Regions from separate parts of the Mus musculus genome. Here region 1 is linked to region 2. A link is a contact called in public Hi-C data. All regions are on one chromosome and are shown on one strand. The core of a region is the stretch at or near the end of the contact, and the rest is flanking DNA. Distances in the headings are between cores, read along the strand shown.

Region 1 (4,131 bases), core at 1,597-4,096, 7.7 Mb after region 2:
ATGAGTCCAGTACACCTGGCTCTCCTGCCAAGCCAGCACCCTTCTCCTCTGTAGCCCGCATTTGCTGTTACAAAGCCTCTGCTCTCCTCCAAATTCAGTCTTGTCCAGGGAGATTGCATCTTCACTTAACTCCTTAAGAGAAAGCTCAAAGGCCCTTATATAAAGGCACAATATGCTGTCTCTAGCACAATACCGAGGACACTGGGGTACTTTCAGCATCAAGTGGACAAAATCAAGTACCACGTAACTCAGGGAGATGCTACCCTCACCCACTGTTGTGGATCAGAGCTCTGGACCACCATCTTCTAGGTAGTACAAGGGTGTACTTATGGCTCTCCATGGGCAGCCTCCTTCCCTCCCTCCCTTCAGAGCAGAGAACCTCTAACAAACATCTTAGGCATAACTGAAAATTTGACATTAGCAAATTCTCTTGATTTTACATGAGAATGAGGTCCATACCACTGCTAGCACTACACTCTCAGATCTCATACTTTCTAACCTGAAAAACCATGAGCTGGAAGCTGAAGAATTGGCTCTGCAGTTAAGAGCACTGGCTGTTCTTCCAGAGGTCCAAATGGATACTCACAACTTGTTACTTTAGTCCCAAGGGATTCACTACCTTCTTCTGGCTTCCTTTAGTACATTGTGTAGATAGACATCAATGTAGGTAAAATGCCCATACACACATAACAATTAACAAGGGCTAAACAAACCTCAATCTTTGAGGATACAGTTAAGGCAACAGACAGCAAAGCAAAAACAAAGAAAAGCAAAGACTCTGCTCAACAAAGAAAGGGAGCCCCCACCCAGCAAAAAAAGTCTCACCATGTAGTCCTGGAACTTGGTTATATAGACCAGATTGATCTACAATCCACAGAAATCTACCTGCTTCTGCCTCCCAAGTGCTGAGACTAAAAGTGTGAGCCCCCACAGCCTGCTGGAGACACCCAGATGACACAGAACAGTGATGGGAACAACCTTCACATGACTGGCCACAAGGCAGCAGGATAACCTGGCAACATTTTTGGCTGAGAAATGGTTGAATTTTCATTGTAAGACTAGTCACCATACATCTCCAAGCACTTTCTTAAAACAGCCTTTATCAAGCTGGGTCCAAGCCATGAAATTCACAGAAATCAGTGTGCCCAGCCACCCTAGAATTCTTCTGTGCAGTTCCAGATAGAAATCACAAAGAGGCTATGCCAGAACATATCACTAAGGCTTATACCTGAAAGAGAAACAATACAAGGGACAGAATTCCTAGCTTGGCTGGCTCCTCTAGAAATTGAAGAGGTAAACATAAGTGGTCCAACTATGGTTGCTGGGTACTGCAAAATGTGAAAGAAATAGCCTGCAGAGACCTGCTTCCTGTCCACTCTTTTTTCTCTCTGTCTCAGTCAGCCTATCTAAAGATACTTCCAGGACCCCTTAACAGACTTACATCTTAAAAAGTTCCTCTTCATCTTCCTCCAGCGTTTTAATTTCTTGCTCGGGAAGAGAAACTATTGGCTCGAACTGGGGGTCGTGGTTGGACTCATCTGCATTCTCTGTGGAAGTATCATGGTCCTCGTGACTGTCCTGTGTAGAGAAGGTAGAGTGATGTTGCTGGCTGGTGGACTCGGTCCACAATGGGCATCATCAATCACAAATGGCATCTGGAAAATGCCTCCCCAAATTGGAAATTAAGCCTTTGGTTTTATCTTTCACATCATCTGATTGTATTTACAACCAGCATCACAAAAAAAAAAAAAAAAATCACAGGATATCATGAAACAAGACTGTGTATTTTGACACTCCTACACACTCAAACATCAATGGGTTACACACACCCAAGTCCTTGGCAAAGTAGCTTGGGAGAAACTTCCTCTTCTGTTAAAAAAAAAAATACCCACCATGAAAAAGAACATGATATACTCAAAAGGAAGAGCAGCCGTAACAGTTTTTACTGAGGGTTATCCAAGCACTTGTTAGTTTACAATCCCTCCAGCAATAATACCCAAGCTTGAAATTTTAAGCCGAAAGAAGCTAGGAAAAGTATGACAAATAAGCTCTAAGATTCTGACTCAACTTGGAGAATTACAAGGACATGCATGTTTAAATCTGACAAGATCACGTGCTTTGATAATATAGAGAAATCCCAGACTCACTACCTAACTCAACAGGATAAAGAAACAGAAACCTTTCGTTCGGTTTCTCAGCACTGCGGCTAAGCTGCGGCCGACACACGAGCCACCAACAAAGCCGCCCCCGCCCAGAGTCCGCGCGTCTAATATCTGTACCCTGCGCTGGGACGCGAGCTTTCCCCACCGAAGGCGCAATGTCCTAATGAATGAAGGGGTCTGCGTGCAACTGGAAGGAGGATTGCCGCCCCTAATGGGAAGATCACAAGTGGGCCACGACGGAGGAGATCGGCCACCTCCAGGTCCCCAGGTGAAGCCGGGAGCCCAGTTTGGGCATGGCTGTTCATCCGCAGACCACAAGGTCACGCGCCGCCCTGTAGACCCCGAGATCGGAGTCTTGGCCAGCAGCTCCCACTCGCGGACCCCCAAAGACCTCGAGCACCCCAGGCCCAGGCGCCTCGACAGGCCCCGAACCCGCAAGCCAGCGAGGGTTGGAGGCCGAGGCGCGGGCCGCCCACGTGGCCGCCCATAGCGGCCCTTGCCTCTCCGGCTGCCCTGCCCCACCCGGGCCTCGCTGTACCTTGGCGGCCGCCATGGGGGCGCGGCGACGGTGGCTCGACTAGCTCAGGCGTCGCTGGCTCGGCGGCCTCTGGGCGGCTAGTCGCAGCTCCTTTCCTCCGCGTCTGGCGCCGGCGCTCCCGCCCGTCCGCTCTTCCCTCCGCCCCCCGACCCGAACCCTGACCCCTGACCCCAGCGGCGGGAAACGCGCAGTGATTCAAAACCAGTGTAGCTTTATTGGCTCCGACAGCGGACATTCATTGTCCGGCCCGCCCCGCGCTTCCCGCCAAAACGCCCGCGGCGCATGCCCGGCCGCGCCTCAGCCCGGGGAGCGCGCTCTCCCGGCGACCCACGCGCGCACTTCCGCCTGCAGGCTGAGTGCCTCCGACGCTGGCGTGAGCGGCTGCTGGAAGGATCAGTCGGGACTCGGCGCGCGGCGGTGACGTCATCGGAACCAAGCCCTTAGAGAGAGGAGACGCAGCTAGTGTGCGCTGGCCAGCCGAAGGCAGGCGCAGCGTGTGGCCCTTGGGGACAGTGCATCCGCAAACCTCAGTCCCAGCTCTGAGCACCCGAGTTTTGAGTCCCTGTGTGGAGCTGCGGTCTACCTTCACGGCGGCGTACCTCGTATCTGCGCCCTTGTTGGGTGGGAGGCCGAGCCGGTGGTCCTCGTGAGCACCCTGGTCCGGGCAACAGACGAGCCAGGAGATGAGTGAGCCGGCCGCGGAAGTAAAGCAAAGGGAGACGTGCAGGAGATGTGGACGGGGTGGGCGGAGGTGGGTTGGGGCAGCAGTCATTACTGTCGGATCAAAGATAGGATGGGGGAGAATTGGGTCTCGAGAGTAAAAGAACGGGTTTCTCCAGGGCTTCGTGGAGTGTGCACTAATGGAGATCTGTCAGCGGTTTGGGGGAGCGAGTCATACCAATTAGAGCCTTCAGCCAGGCCCGTCTGTTCCCACGTAGGTTCCGGAGCCCATGGAGGACTGCGGCCAGGATGCCAGTGCTGTACCCAGCTCTGCGGCCCCACTATGTCAAAAAGAGGAAGCAGGGCCTGGGCCAGCTGCAGGGCCTGGAACGCAGCCTGGGCTCTACAGCTACATAAGGGATGACTTGTTCACATCAGAAATCTTTAAACTGGAGCTCCAAAATGTACCTCGCCACGCCAGCTTCAGTGACGTCCGGCGTTTTCTAGGCCGTTTTGGTCTACAGTCCCACAAAATCAAACTCTTTGGACAGCCACCATGTGCCTTTGTAACATTCCGAAGCGCTGCTGAACGAGACAAGGCCTTGCGAGTGCTGCACGGTGCTCTCTGGAAAGGCTGTCCGCTCAGCGTACGCCTGGCCCGACCCAAGGCTGACCCCATGGCTAGGAAGAGGCGGCAAGAAGGTGATAGTGAGCCATCAGTAACACAAATTGCCGATGTGGTGACCCCTCTGTGGACAGTGCCCTACACTG
Region 2 (4,211 bases), core at 1,244-3,743:
TCCTTGACACCCCGAGATGCTCAGGGCCGGGTCACGGAGCCCCGGGATCGGGCCACACGGGCCGCTCGCCCCTCAGGGCCACCCCCCTAGAAGTGGCCAGCGACTCGCTTTGTACGCTGCGCTCGCGCGCCCCCGCCGCAGCTCAGAGTTGAGGCCGCTGCTGTCTCCCCGAGGCGTTCCTCAGGCACCTTCGGCGCCCCCGCAGGCTCACTGCCCATCGCTGCAGCCGCCAAGTCGCTCTGGGCTTCCCAGCACCGCCTACCCAGAGGCTCTTCATTCATTGGCCAGTCGCATGCTCGCCCGTATTTATTGGCTAGCTCAGTGCTCCACGTTTATTGGCTTGAGCTGTCCGGGGGCGGGTACTCATTTGCTCCGCCCCATGGGAGGTGCTCCAGTCTCTAAGTTGCTCTTCTGCAGTTGGCACTCCTTAGACTGCATCTCGAACTTAGGTATGGAGCGTCACCTTTTTGGAACTTAGTTTACCCCCTTTAAAATGATGCCGGGTGGAAAAGGAATGCCGGTAATTCCACTGAAAATCTTAGATATCCCCAAAGCGCTTTTGTTGTTTTCTTTTTCACGGTATAGTAAGAAAAAAAAATCAATTACTGAGTGCCTTTGACAGAGGCATTATAGGGTTCCATGACACCCGGATGGAAAGTACCACAAGCAGGTCAAATCTTCTGCCAATAAGGCTGCTTATTGTTTCTATTATTTTGCAGTCCATGTTTAAAACCAACCAACCAACCAACCAATAATGCTAAGTATATATCTGCTCAGATTCTTCGGTTTACAGACCACCTTTGTGCTTCGTCAGGAGGATGAGTTTGCGAGGGATCAAAACCAAGGTCTGTGTGTGCAAGATATAGACGAGATGTAGCTCTACATCTGTTTTTGAAAACAACAACAACAACAACAACAACAACAACAACAACAAAACCCAAACCCTGAAAACCCAGGGTCTCACCATGAAGCCTCTGGGTGCCCTGAAATTGGCTATAGACCAGGCTGTCCCAGAACATGTAGAGTTCCACTGCCTCTGTCTCCTGAGTTCTGGGATTAAGGTCTATCCTCAATTCTTACAAAGGCCTTTAATCTAAGTCACACTTAGGTTTATAGGAGCTGGACAAGGCAATGTAGTATATTCCCTTTTCACAGATGAGGAAAACAAATTCCAGAGAAATGGATTCTCGAAGCTGCTGAGTCTCTGTCATTTCCTTTGGAGGTCAGACATGTTCTTGTTCTTTCATGACTTTTACATGGGAAACCATTAGCCTGATGCCAGTCTACATCTCTCTAATTCTTGGAAGCAATGCAAACCATTCACTCTATCAATATTCATCTAAAAACGTGCTATGTGCAAATCTTGTCCTGGGCCCTGGAGAGAACATTGGTCCCTGACTCAACTCTTTTCCTAGGACAGTCAATGGGCTGTCACAGGGGTTAAATAGCTATGAGATGTAGAAATGAATAAATGAGAGGGTGTGGGGCACAAAATCTTGCTTCCCACCGAGGTTCCCACTTCCAGTCTGGGAAGGAAGTCCAGGTGTATGTAACCTTTCATGGAGATCTTGGAGTTCTCTTTCTTTCTTACTGAATTAGTTGGGAAATGGCATGAGTTTTCAATAATGACCAGAGGAAACCTCTGAAAGTTCATCGTGGTTAGCTTTACAATGCTGCTCACATCTTTACAAAATGTTTTAAGACTAATGTGCAAAAGAAAAAGGTTGTAAGGACAAACCAGAATGTTACTGATTGGTTTTGTCAACAGAAGCAAATAAGGGTACCTGGGCTTGAATCCTGCGTCTGTCACACATAAAGTGCCTCTGTGACTCAGTTTCCTGAATTGTAAAATAAGGTTAATAACAGCATCTACTTCATATGGTTGTGAGAATTAAATAATTAATCACTTAGGATAATGACAAATGATAATGTACTACTCAATGCTTTTTATTTTTAATTCTTATTATTGCGATATTGAAGGTTGCATCCATAATGCATAAGCCACATTCCCACCCCTTTAAAAAATTTTTTTAAAGAGTTAGACCCATCAAAATGGCTCAGCTGTTAAGCAAAGATGCTGACAAGTCTGAAGATCCGACTTCAATTCTCAGATCTCAAATAGTGGAAGGCGAGAACTTGCTTTCCAAAGTTTTACAGACTCTAAGTGCGTGTGTGTGTGTGTGTGTGTGTGTGCGCGCGCGCGCGCGCGCACGCGCACGTAATACTTTTTAAGAGAACTAAACCTTGCCAAATTGCCAAGGGTGGTCTCCAATTTTAGCTGGGGTTTCGAGACACTCTTCTAATCACAAAGCTAACAATAAATAAGGTCAGATAGTCTTACTCCGATTTCAGCAAACCGTTTCCGCCCACCTTGACAGTGCCCAGCCTCTTCCTTCCTCTTGTCCCGCCTCCTCTGGACGGTCGCGCGAGTCATGCCGGTCCTTGTAGTCCGTTCGCAGAGTCCTGTCGTCAAGAGCCTCGCCGGAGAACTTCATTTCCCAGATTTCCTCGCGGCGGCGGCCGTAAAGCGCGGCGGTCGAACGGCCGGTTCCGGCTGAATGTCAGTGCGGGGCTTTGGGCTGGGGAGCAAGGTGCTTGGCAGTCTCTCCACCGCCCCCGCCGCCGCTGGCTGGGCTTGAGATGTCGCCGCGGACACCGGGCCGCTGGGCGGCTCGGACATGAAACCGTGAGGCAGGCGACAGGGCTGGTCTGCGGACATGTTTGGACGCTCACGGAGCTGGGTGGGCGGGGGCCACAGCAAGTCCTCCCGCAACATCCACTCCTTGGACCACCTGAAGTGAGTGTGCGGGGCGCGCGGCGGGAAGGCCGCGGGGCCGGGCGCGGACGCCCAGACGCGGGCTTGGCTTGCGGGGCTCGGAGGTGCGAGGAAGACAGGGGTGCCGCGGGAGGGTTGTATGTTGGTTATCCGCAAGGCTTTGGAGTCAGGGCACCTGGCTTCGAACCCTGACTCTTTCACTTCTGGCTCTGTGTGTGACCTTGGACAAGTCGCGTGATTTTTCAGTCTCCAGACACCTAACCTGAAAAGTAAGGGCATCGTTGAGTTTTCGTTTTGTGGGCTGGAGTTGTCTTGATGTCCCGGGGACAGACAGTGGCCACTGGGCTTCTTGGGGTAGCACTTCTTGGACTGCATAGTTACGAGGCCATTGACCCGGCCAGATCTGGATTCGATTTTAGTTAACAGTATGCATTTAGGCTTCAGTTTCCTTCACTGTAAAACGAATAGAGTGACAGTACCACTTTTTGTGGTTATTTTTAGGATTGGTTGGATAAGAGAATGAAGAAAACGCACAGAACATGTACAAGTGCTCTAAAAAGAACATTGATTAAAAGAACACAAGTATTTTCAGAAGGAATTCTAGAGGGATAGTCAGCAGTAGCACCTTTAGAGAAGACAGGAGGCTTACAGAGTCCTGGGGAAACAGGGAAGTACACAGAAGAGGCTAGCTTTGGAGTTAGACCTGTGTTCAAATCCTGACTTAATGACTGTAGCTTTGGGCATATTTTCTCTCTCTGTCCTTCCAATTTGCCATTACCAGCTGGGAACTGGGAACTGTACAAGAATTGGGTAATGTTGAGCATGTTAAGTGATTGATTCAGGATTGCTCTACAGGAGTGGCTAACAGAGGCACTCAAGCCTTCCCAGCCCATTCCAGTTCCTTTCTGTCTCTAAGTTCCAGTCATTATACCCTTGCTGTCTTCTGTGGCTCTGTTTATTTTCACTTCCTTTCTAGCTTTTGTTAAACTGACACTCCCAAGACGGGAGAACCTGCTTGGTTTCTTTGCACTTATATTGCCAGAGGATTGGAAGGGACTACAAAGAGAGAGTGGTAGAAGACAGAGACCTTAGAGAAATGAGAGGCTCCAGGGAGAGAACTGGAGGTGGAGGTACCAAGGGGGGGCGGAGAAGGCAGTTTCAGAGGGGACCCCAGAAGCTTTGTATGGGGACAGGAAGATAGTGCGGTAACAACAGAAAGGAAGACAGGGGTCCCTAGAAAAGATTGGCAAGCTAAAAATTAGATGGGACTTCCCCTTTGATGTTGGGGTGTAGAATGGCTTCTTTCTGTCATGGAGCAAGGATTTAGTAAATGTTTGTAAATCTCCAAATGTGAAGAGCTGGATGATTTGGGGGTGGAGAGGAAAGAGGTAGAGGGCAAGAGTGGGGGTTGGTAGCAATTCAGAAATCTTAACCG

The links. A called contact is a pair of places that touch in the nucleus more often than the background predicts.
Region 1: a contact with region 2 is called in a Hi-C map of CD4 T cells, with 4 times the contacts expected there. The contact joins the promoter of Ranbp1 here to the promoter of Clec16a in region 2. A contact is called at or near these places in 1 of 39 promoter capture datasets (cranial neural crest) and 1 of 484 Hi-C or Micro-C datasets (CD4 T cells).

Annotation. Positions count from the first base shown.
Region 1 is chr16:18,245,848-18,249,978 of GRCm38.p6, forward strand. Ranbp1 (RAN binding protein 1) reads right to left here and starts at 2,847. Exons shown (of 6, transcript NM_011239.2): 1 at 2,701-2,847; 2 at 1,442-1,578. The coding sequence starts at 2,715. It overlaps Trmt2a (TRM2 tRNA methyltransferase 2A), which reads left to right and starts at 3,036. Exons shown (of 12, transcript NM_001080999.2): 1 at 3,036-3,404; 2 at 3,639-4,131. The coding sequence starts at 3,384.
Region 2 is chr16:10,542,846-10,547,056 of GRCm38.p6, forward strand. It overlaps Clec16a (C-type lectin domain family 16, member A), which reads left to right and starts at 2,494. Exons shown (of 23, transcript NM_001204229.1): 1 at 2,494-2,797. The coding sequence starts at 2,718. Dexi (dexamethasone-induced transcript) reads right to left here and starts at 209. Exons shown (of 2, transcript NM_021428.4): 1 at 1-209.